2 separate regions of the Gasterosteus aculeatus genome follow, and region 2 is linked to region 1. Evidence: chromatin contacts called from public Hi-C data. All regions are on one chromosome and are shown on one strand. Each heading gives the region's core, a stretch centred on a gene start, on an enhancer-like site or on the middle of the called end of the contact. The rest is flanking DNA. Distances are from core to core; before and after follow the strand shown.

The links. Hi-C and Micro-C count contacts between places; a contact is called where the count stands out from the background.
Region 2: a Hi-C map of blood and trunk muscle shows a contact between it and region 1, with 2.7 times the contacts expected there. The contact joins the enhancer-like site here to the promoter of donson in region 1. A contact is called at or near these places in 5 of 6 Hi-C or Micro-C datasets (blood and trunk muscle, skeletal muscle, tail fin and 1 more).

The regions. Positions count from the first base shown.
Region 1 is chr1:22,474,927-22,479,078 of fGasAcu3.hap1.1, reverse strand. donson (DNA replication fork stabilization factor DONSON) reads left to right here and starts at 1,937. Exons shown (of 12, transcript XM_040191017.2): 1 at 1,937-2,532; 2 at 2,881-2,955; 3 at 3,041-3,241. The coding sequence starts at 2,083.
Region 2 is chr1:22,542,667-22,546,818 of fGasAcu3.hap1.1, reverse strand. No RefSeq gene overlaps it. Among protein-coding and RNA genes, the nearest start is that of runx1, 17 kb to the right of the region's middle. Within about 2 kb of position 2,023, at least 1 of the 9 cell types and tissues checked has open chromatin away from gene starts, as enhancers often do.

The DNA.
Region 1 (4,152 bases), core at 688-3,187:
CTTATGTTCACTATGATGGAGCCTCTAATTCAATTTCAGGTCCCTGCGAACTACTTTGACTTTTATTCTATTTGAAAATTAACTAATTACTTTGGGTGAAACGGGAAGGGAACGGGTGCAGCTTATAAAATACATGATTTATTCCTCCAACAGGTAACATATTATACTATCCTTAATTGTAACGTTTCTTCCTTTGTGAGGGAAATATTCCGCAACATTATAAATCAGGGTCACACAGAAACATGAAGACAGCTTTGTATTAACTATGACAGAAGTCTTTCTCCTCAACATATCAACAAATATCTAGATAAAAGATCACTTTAATTTGAATGGAACTTGATGATGTGACCTTTTTCTCCCTTTTACACTTTTGGATTAACATCAGTTAATCTACAAAATCCCCCTTAAATTCCAAAAAGAAATGTAAAGAATTTAAAATGATATTTCATTCATATGTAATTACTTCAAAGAAGTACAAGTGTATTGTGTGTGGAGATTGTGAATATCCAAGAGTAGTGCTGCCTGTGTTTGTAGTGATGAGACAGAGTCATTTAGCCCTGGGGGAGCAGAGACATCTAGTGGTCTCACTGCATTCTGCTTTCACCAAGTATGCGGCCCCAAAGCAGTTTCTGAGTTATTTTTCTCTAAAGGTTCTCACATTTATAAGAGATAATAATAACCTAATAACATAAGTTGTAGGTGGAGTAACGTTCAGGGGCTCATGGGGAGAAGGGCTTCAGCTGGGCTTTAGCAGATGCCTCAGAGGGTGTCTACCTTTAGCACGCTTCAAATAGAACAATGGGAAAGTGAGTTATTACCACTCCAATAACAGTTAAAGAAAACCAATAACAGCATTTCAGAACCCCTGTGCAATAATTGTTAGCCCTCAATTGAAAAGAGACTATTATAGCCCCAGTTCTCTCTTCTGCCCAACACATACGAGAATGGATTTCCAACAGCGGCCATCATTTGACGCCCGGCTGAGCTTCAGATAAGATTGATGACCTGCAGTAATGACAAACGAGGGGGAAATTAACAAGGGAGACAACATTTACATAATGTCCTATTAATCACTGTGAGAGGAGGTGGAGGTGACATTTATTTTTATATTATTTATGTTTCAAGTCTACTACTAAGCCATAAGTTCGGCGGCCAGTTATAAGTCTTTTAACCTAGTTTAAAGTTGGGGTAACAACTATAAAAAAAATAAAATGTAAAATAATAGAGATTTGGGTTATACATTGTGTGTTTGATGGGCGCACGGTGGTGTGGTGGTTAGCACTGTCGCCTCACAGCAAGAAGGTCCTGGGTTCGACTCCGCCCAGTGCCCTTTCTCTCCGGGTTCTCCAGCTTCCTCCCACAATCCAAAGACATGCTCTGGGGATCAGGTCGATTGGGGACTCTAAATTTCCCGTAGGTGTGTGAATTTGAGTGTGAATGGTTGTGTGTCTCTGTGTAGCCCTGCGATTGGCTGGGATAGACGCGACCCTGTGTGCAGGATAAGCGGTTTGACGATGGATGGATGGATGGATGGATGGATGGATGGATGCATTGTGTGTTTGATCCATTTGGATCCTCATCCTAATAATCATAATTACTGAAGGTGACAAGGAAAACAAAATTACTGTGAATTATAAAAATCTTGATAAAAGGCAAATTACAAATGATCAAGTTCAATAAAATATTTTTTCAGATGTTACAAAATAGTAATTAATAGTAATAATTAACAAGAACGTGATTTCCCCAGACATACCACTCATTTAAATTTTCAATTACAATTCAACGATGTGATTAATTGTCATTTTATTCTTCAATAACGCCACTTGCTGGGTGAAAATGACGTGTTTTATCTTGTGATATCACTTGGAAAGTGATAAGACACTTCTTCTAAAATTGTATTCCATTTTCCGTTTTCTTTTCTATGTAAGTAAACGCAACACGAGAGGGAGACTTCACGTCAGCAAGCTGCGCGGGAAGTTTGTACAGTGCGGAAAGGCGCAACAAAACAAGCGACAGCGGTTCCGCGCTTCTCAACTTAGTCCTTGATATTCGGCGGTTTTGGGGAAACTTTTTGTCCTCACCATGTCTCAACAGGAAGGCTATTCACCCAGTTTCAAGCGACCAGCTGAAATAATGCGAATGAGGAGGAAAAGAACTCGCAGCGACGCCAGTGTCTTCTCCAGCCCCAGCGCACCCGGACAAAGCGGCTCTCCGCGGGCGTGCGTCAGGCCCTTCTCCCCGGGACCGCTTTTCAACAACCAGAACCCCTCCGGACGAGGGACGAAGCGCAGGAACCCTTTCGCCAACATCGAGAATACCTTCAGCCCCAAGAAGAAGTTTCTCATTTACAACGACGACGGGAGTGGGGAAGCTGCGGACAGTTCAAGGCGAAGGAGCGAAGACGAGGGAGAGGAGGAGGAAAAGGAGGAGGACATGTCAGCGGCGAAGGAGCGCCACGCGGGGGCAACGGTGGCCTTCAGGGACCGGTTGGCCGAGGCGGAACTACAGGAGCACCAAGACATCAACAGCAAGGTGGCTTTATGGCAACGTTAATGGGTCCCGGATCAGTACAGAATCACTTCACTCTAATAGCAACTATTGAGTTATCAGGCCGGTTCAGGCCCTAAAAACACTGTCATAGAACCAGAAAACACCTTTAACATGATTAATGTTTGTGGGCCGTGAGGGAAAAATGCGGTATTTACAAATGATACTATTTATTTTCTTTAACAACCCATATTTTGATGATTTCTAGTTGATCTCACCGGCTTCACTTTGAATATGATGCAGCATGAAGTTTTCATATAACGCAGTTAAAGTCAGATTGATATGATTTTCTATATCACTGATGTGTGAATACTTTCTGTCATCTGCCTTTAGAAGTGTCTGACTTTCTCTGAGGACGACTCTCTCTTTGAAGAAGAAGAAGATGATGTCGGCAGCCTGCTGCTGAAGGTTTCATCCTCTCCATTTCCCTGAGTAGCAAAGCCGCTTGCATTCGACCTCTTCAAATACTTTGTATACAAATGTCTCCTCCCAGAGTCCGCAGGCCATTGCTCCGGCCTCCATAGCTCCCCCCGTGTGCACAGAGTATCCAGCGGACTGGAGCCTGAAGACCCGCCTCCTCTTCACCTCCCCGCTCACCCTGTCGTGGGCCGAGCAGCCCAAAGCCCAGGAGGAGGCTTCGGGGCTCAGTCGTCACTGCAGAGCTCAGTTCAGCACTCTGCCTCACAGCCTGCAGGTAGTCCGTCGTCCGCACGAGGCGTCGCAGAGAAAATCGTACGTGTTTTTGTGTCGCTGTAGCAGCACGTCTATGGAGAGATTTCTTCAACAGCCATTCAATGTGGTGCTTTGGCTCTCCGTGTTGGACTGTGCGAGCAGGGCATCCATCGGTCCAGGGGCGTGCCCTCCTACGCAAACACGTTTTACATTTAAAAGTTAAATCCATCAAAGTATACTAGGCTACTGAAGCGCTGTACTCCATTCTGTGTATGTTTTTAGTGCAAATATATCTCACATCTTGATATTAATATTGAAATTCTTTTACAATATTGCTGAAAGAATAATAATGCAATATAAAATGACCCTCCTAAAAACACCTGAGAGAGGGGAGCAGATGGGTATAGATTTTATTATAAGCGGCCACATTGTATAGATTTTGGGTTGATAGCTCACCACAGTGAGAGTTTTGTGTATGGAGTCGCATGGCTTTAAAATAACTTCATATTCTTTGCTTCTCCTCTATCGTGATTCCTAATAGTCCCATTGCAGTCTATCTGCTATTGAGGCTATAAGAGTAATCGCAGGGGAGGTACAGAATGGGTAGAGCCAGATATTCAACTTCAATCCAAAGCGATTTGAATTTTGCTTTTCCAAAGAGCTTGTATGCAAGCATACTACTTTTTGGGGGGGTACGCGTTAGAAATGCACTGATGTGAGTGATAATTAATAATAATCTTGTTAAACCAGTCTCCTAACTCTACTCATATACTACATAATAATACATATTAGTTATAAGTATAATGTAGCCTATATAAAAGGAGTTCAAATCGGCTCCATCTTTACAGCTGACAGGATGTAAACATGACACCCCTTCTGTATAAAACGGGGAAACACTGCTTAAAGCATTAGACGGAGGAGTACTTCTTCCTC
Region 2 (4,152 bases), core at 774-3,273, 68 kb before region 1:
GTATGTCTAACATATTATGGCAATAAATATTTCCTGATTCCTGATAAAAATGCATAAATATGTTCATGTGTGCAGAGGAATGTATTGGTGAGTTGTTCTTCATTTGTGATTCAAATTTGTTTGTAAATCCATCTGTGCGAATTTGTCAATCAAATATATTTTTGAATTGTTCAGTACGCATTTGTGATCTGACCCCACACTTTTTGAGGACCACTCACCGAATGGTTCGAATACATTTCGCTCATTAAGAAATAACTCCTTCATTATTACAGCGTAAGAGTGCAAATAACTGTAGAAAAACCCTCCTGTTTTCTGCAGTTTGTAGATATTGAGCCCTCGGTGCCTCCTCTAGCACCATCATCTGGTGGACTTCAGTCGTAAAACAAACCCTCTCAACCCCAAATGATGTTCCTGCAGAGGCACATAAAACACTGGATCCCACTAGTACATTCAATCTGGATGGGAGCGTTACAGTGGTTACTAAAATGTCATGGGTTGTTTTTGGTTGCCCATGACAGGTGGAAAGTGTTTTTTAACAATGTCTCCTAAACGCTCTTCGAGACACAACGACTATGACCTGTAAAGTCTGCTCAAACATAAGAACATCTCCCACTTGAAACATGTGTTGCTCGTTTGTTGGAATCAGATGTTCTGATGTGAGATGGATGCAAACACATGATTGAGAGACATGAAGAGTGGGCTGGAGAGGAGGAGGAGCAAGAGCCAGACTAATCAGAACAATGATCTCTGATGAGGTTCAACCGAGCAGGTTCTCAGTGCTTGACAGGCCGACACACTTCTGTCAGCTCCTCTTTCACCACAGTGTCCCATCCCCTTTTTTTCAGTCCTATTAGAGGTTTACAATAGTATTGCCGCTTTACATTTATGACATGAATAGTCTGTTCATGTGATGGTGGAAGACAACACTGAGTTTAATTTTGTATGAGATTCTCGCAAGGCTGCCCTTACTTTTCCAGATTCTCAGAGTTCTGAGAAAATTAGATATGCTTTCAGAAACAAAAATCTGTAAATGATTGAGAGGTACTGATTGGTGGGTGGAATTGTAGAGGCAATTATTACAATTAAGTAAGTAAATCTGTTATACAAGTAAAAATGTGAGAGGTGGAAAAGAAAGAATAATGGAAAAGGAAGGAAAAGAAGAGAACAACAACTGAAAAGATTTAGAGGGGGAGGGAATCAAGAAAAAAAAAAGGGTGGAGGGAGGGTGGTTAACTTACTCTGTTGCCTTGTCACCAGACACCCGAGTGGACTGCAGTAAACTGGACTTTAATTACAGCAGAGAAATGACACCGGATCCACTGAGACCAGGTCACATGAGCGAGAGGGAGGAGAGGAGAGGAAAAGAAAGCGAGCAGAGAGGAGAAGGTGAAAACAAAGGAGGAGGCAAAGATGTAGTGGTGACGAAAGGAGGGAAGAGAGAAGGAACAAACAAAAATGTAGTGAGGTGTGAAAACAGGGGAGGGAGCAGAAGGAGTGACAGGAGAGAATATCTGTAAGAAAGAAGATACAAAGACGCCAAAGGAGTGAGAAGAATGAGGAGCAGAGGGAGGATATTCAACTAAAATGTAACGAACATTTAGAAATGTGCTCGGTCTGGAAGATCATAATGTAAGCGGTTTGAGTGATCAAATAGAGCAGGGGTGTCAAACTCATTGCAGGTTCGGGTCGGATACTGCCGACTTCGATCGAAAGCGGGCCAGACCATAAAAGTCCTATGGAGGGGTGGCGCTGACGATCTGGAGCGCCGACGTTGCGACGGGGGGTGGCGGACCATCACGACAGCCGACCGGGGGGTGGCGCCGACGTCACGACGGGGGGGGGGGGGGGGACGTTACGACGGAGGGTGGCGGAACATTACGACGGCCGACGGATGGCGGGTGGCGCGGACGGCACGGCCGTCGGGGGGCTGCAAAATGAATCGATATTTAAAAAAAGACAGGGCCAGCCTCCCATCCCTCATCTCTCACACTAGCAAAGTCATCCGGCAAATTCCAAATAAATCCGGCGGGGCCGTCCACACACACCGGCTGCCCATCCAGTGCGGCCCGCCGCGCGTTTAACGCATGTGAAATAGAGGGATACACTAACAAAACAGTAAAACTGTACTGTAAATCTGTAAATCTACGGTGCATTTCTAACGGTATCTTACAGTATGTCATAATAACTGTAACATACAGTTACATTTCCATCCTTTGCTTGTAAATTAACGGCCAATATCACGAATTAATGTGTATGTGTAAAGGCATCAAATAAACTCCAACCACTATGACCGAAATGAGTTTGGTTGTCCTTCTTTAATTTGTGGGCAATTAAATGCAAAAGTATACAGTTATAAGTAAACGGTAACATTCTGGTATTTATAACACAAAAACAGTAATCATATGGTAACAAACTGTAATCCAATATACAACAACATACCGTATATTACGGTAGGGCACTGTAAATAAAACAAGTTACTAGCGTCGACTGCCAGTAAATTGCAGTTAATTCACAGTAAAATTGGTTCAAGTTTACGGTAACATACAGTAATCCATTTTACGGTAACATAATGTAAAAACCATTTCCGGTATTATACCATAAAATAACGGTAAATTCCTGGCTTCCTTCCTGCCTGTAAAATACCGTTAATTTACGGTGACATTTTTTAGAGTGTAGAGTTGTGCTCACATGCCCACAAAACGTTTTAAGAATTGGACAGCTTTTTAGAATATATATATATATATATATATTCTAATATATATATACCACTCTTTGAGCTCTAGTTTGTCCTGCCAGGATTTTAAACCTGGGCGTTGATGCAGTCAGGGTCTGTCCTAGTTACGTGGAGGTACTTATTGTGCCTCGTAATGGCGTTTCACATATAGGTCACTTTCAATAATTACCGGTGTTGGTGCACCTGCTGTTTCTTCTTCTCCCACATGATTCTCTTTCCTTTTAATGTAATTTCTTTCCACTTTACGTCATGTCCGTGAGTCAGACATGATTCTATTTGTAATCATTAATCTGCAAAAAATATAAAATTCATTTTAAAGAGAGGTTTTGGTATAACCTTGTAAGAAGGTGTACGAACTGCAATGGGGGCAAGAGTGAGTTGTTTGAATTAAACATAGTAGACTAAGCTCTGTCTGAAGAGAACCTTAGACACATCAAGGACCTTTAACCTCTGCTCTGGTCACATTCAATTCAGTTTGCATAGTGTGACACAAAGTGTAATAAAAAGTATAATATTGGCCTCAGTCTAATCTCTGATTATTACCAAAGTGGACTTTCATACATTCAAATATGTCCATCACCATCATGATGAAACCATACCAAGGTTTCACCTCATTTCTCCGTCTCTCTCCCTCACTATCATCCATCTCTATCTCTCTCGCCCTCCTCCTCTCTCCTTTTGTTTGTGTCCTTTGCCCACTGCGGTGGTCTCTGGTTTCCTTAATGGTTCCCAAGATGCATTGTGGCTTTGTGGGAGCGGTAAAGCGCAAGGGAATGCGTTTGTGCGAATGTGTGCGAAATTGAGAGAGAGTCTGTGTGTGAGTGTGTGTGAGAGAGAGAGAGTGTGTGTGTGGGCTGCGAGAGGTGATGCGGTCATTTCGACACATGAGAGGTTTTCCATCAGCAGCTAGAGGCTGAGCGAGCCGCTTCAAAGGCACTTACACACACACACACATACACACACACACACATTTTCATGGACGCACTGAAAATAAGTAAATTTACACATTAGGATGCTCTGTACTGTTAAATTGTATTGAGTCCAAGACATACATTTTTTTGTTTTATCGTCTTGTTTTAGTGTTATAACCGATCCTGTGTTTTATCGCTGGTTAAGACTTCACCGTGTTATGTACATGTTGTTTCCTTCAATTAAGAGACGTTTGAGTAGCTCAAAAATAACCCAAGTTAATAAGCACCAATGCTGATTCATGGCCTGGCTCAGTACGCCCTGGCACTGTGTTCATATGGGAGGATTCCACAGCGCTACGCTAGTGTCCCCACTGAGTCGCTTCCAGTAGCAATGCAGCAACTATGTGTATGTCTATAGGCGTAAATAAATACATAAACTCAAAGCTCTTCAACACCACATGACATCAATCATTCATTCGTACCATGAATCATGACAGTTACCACCCA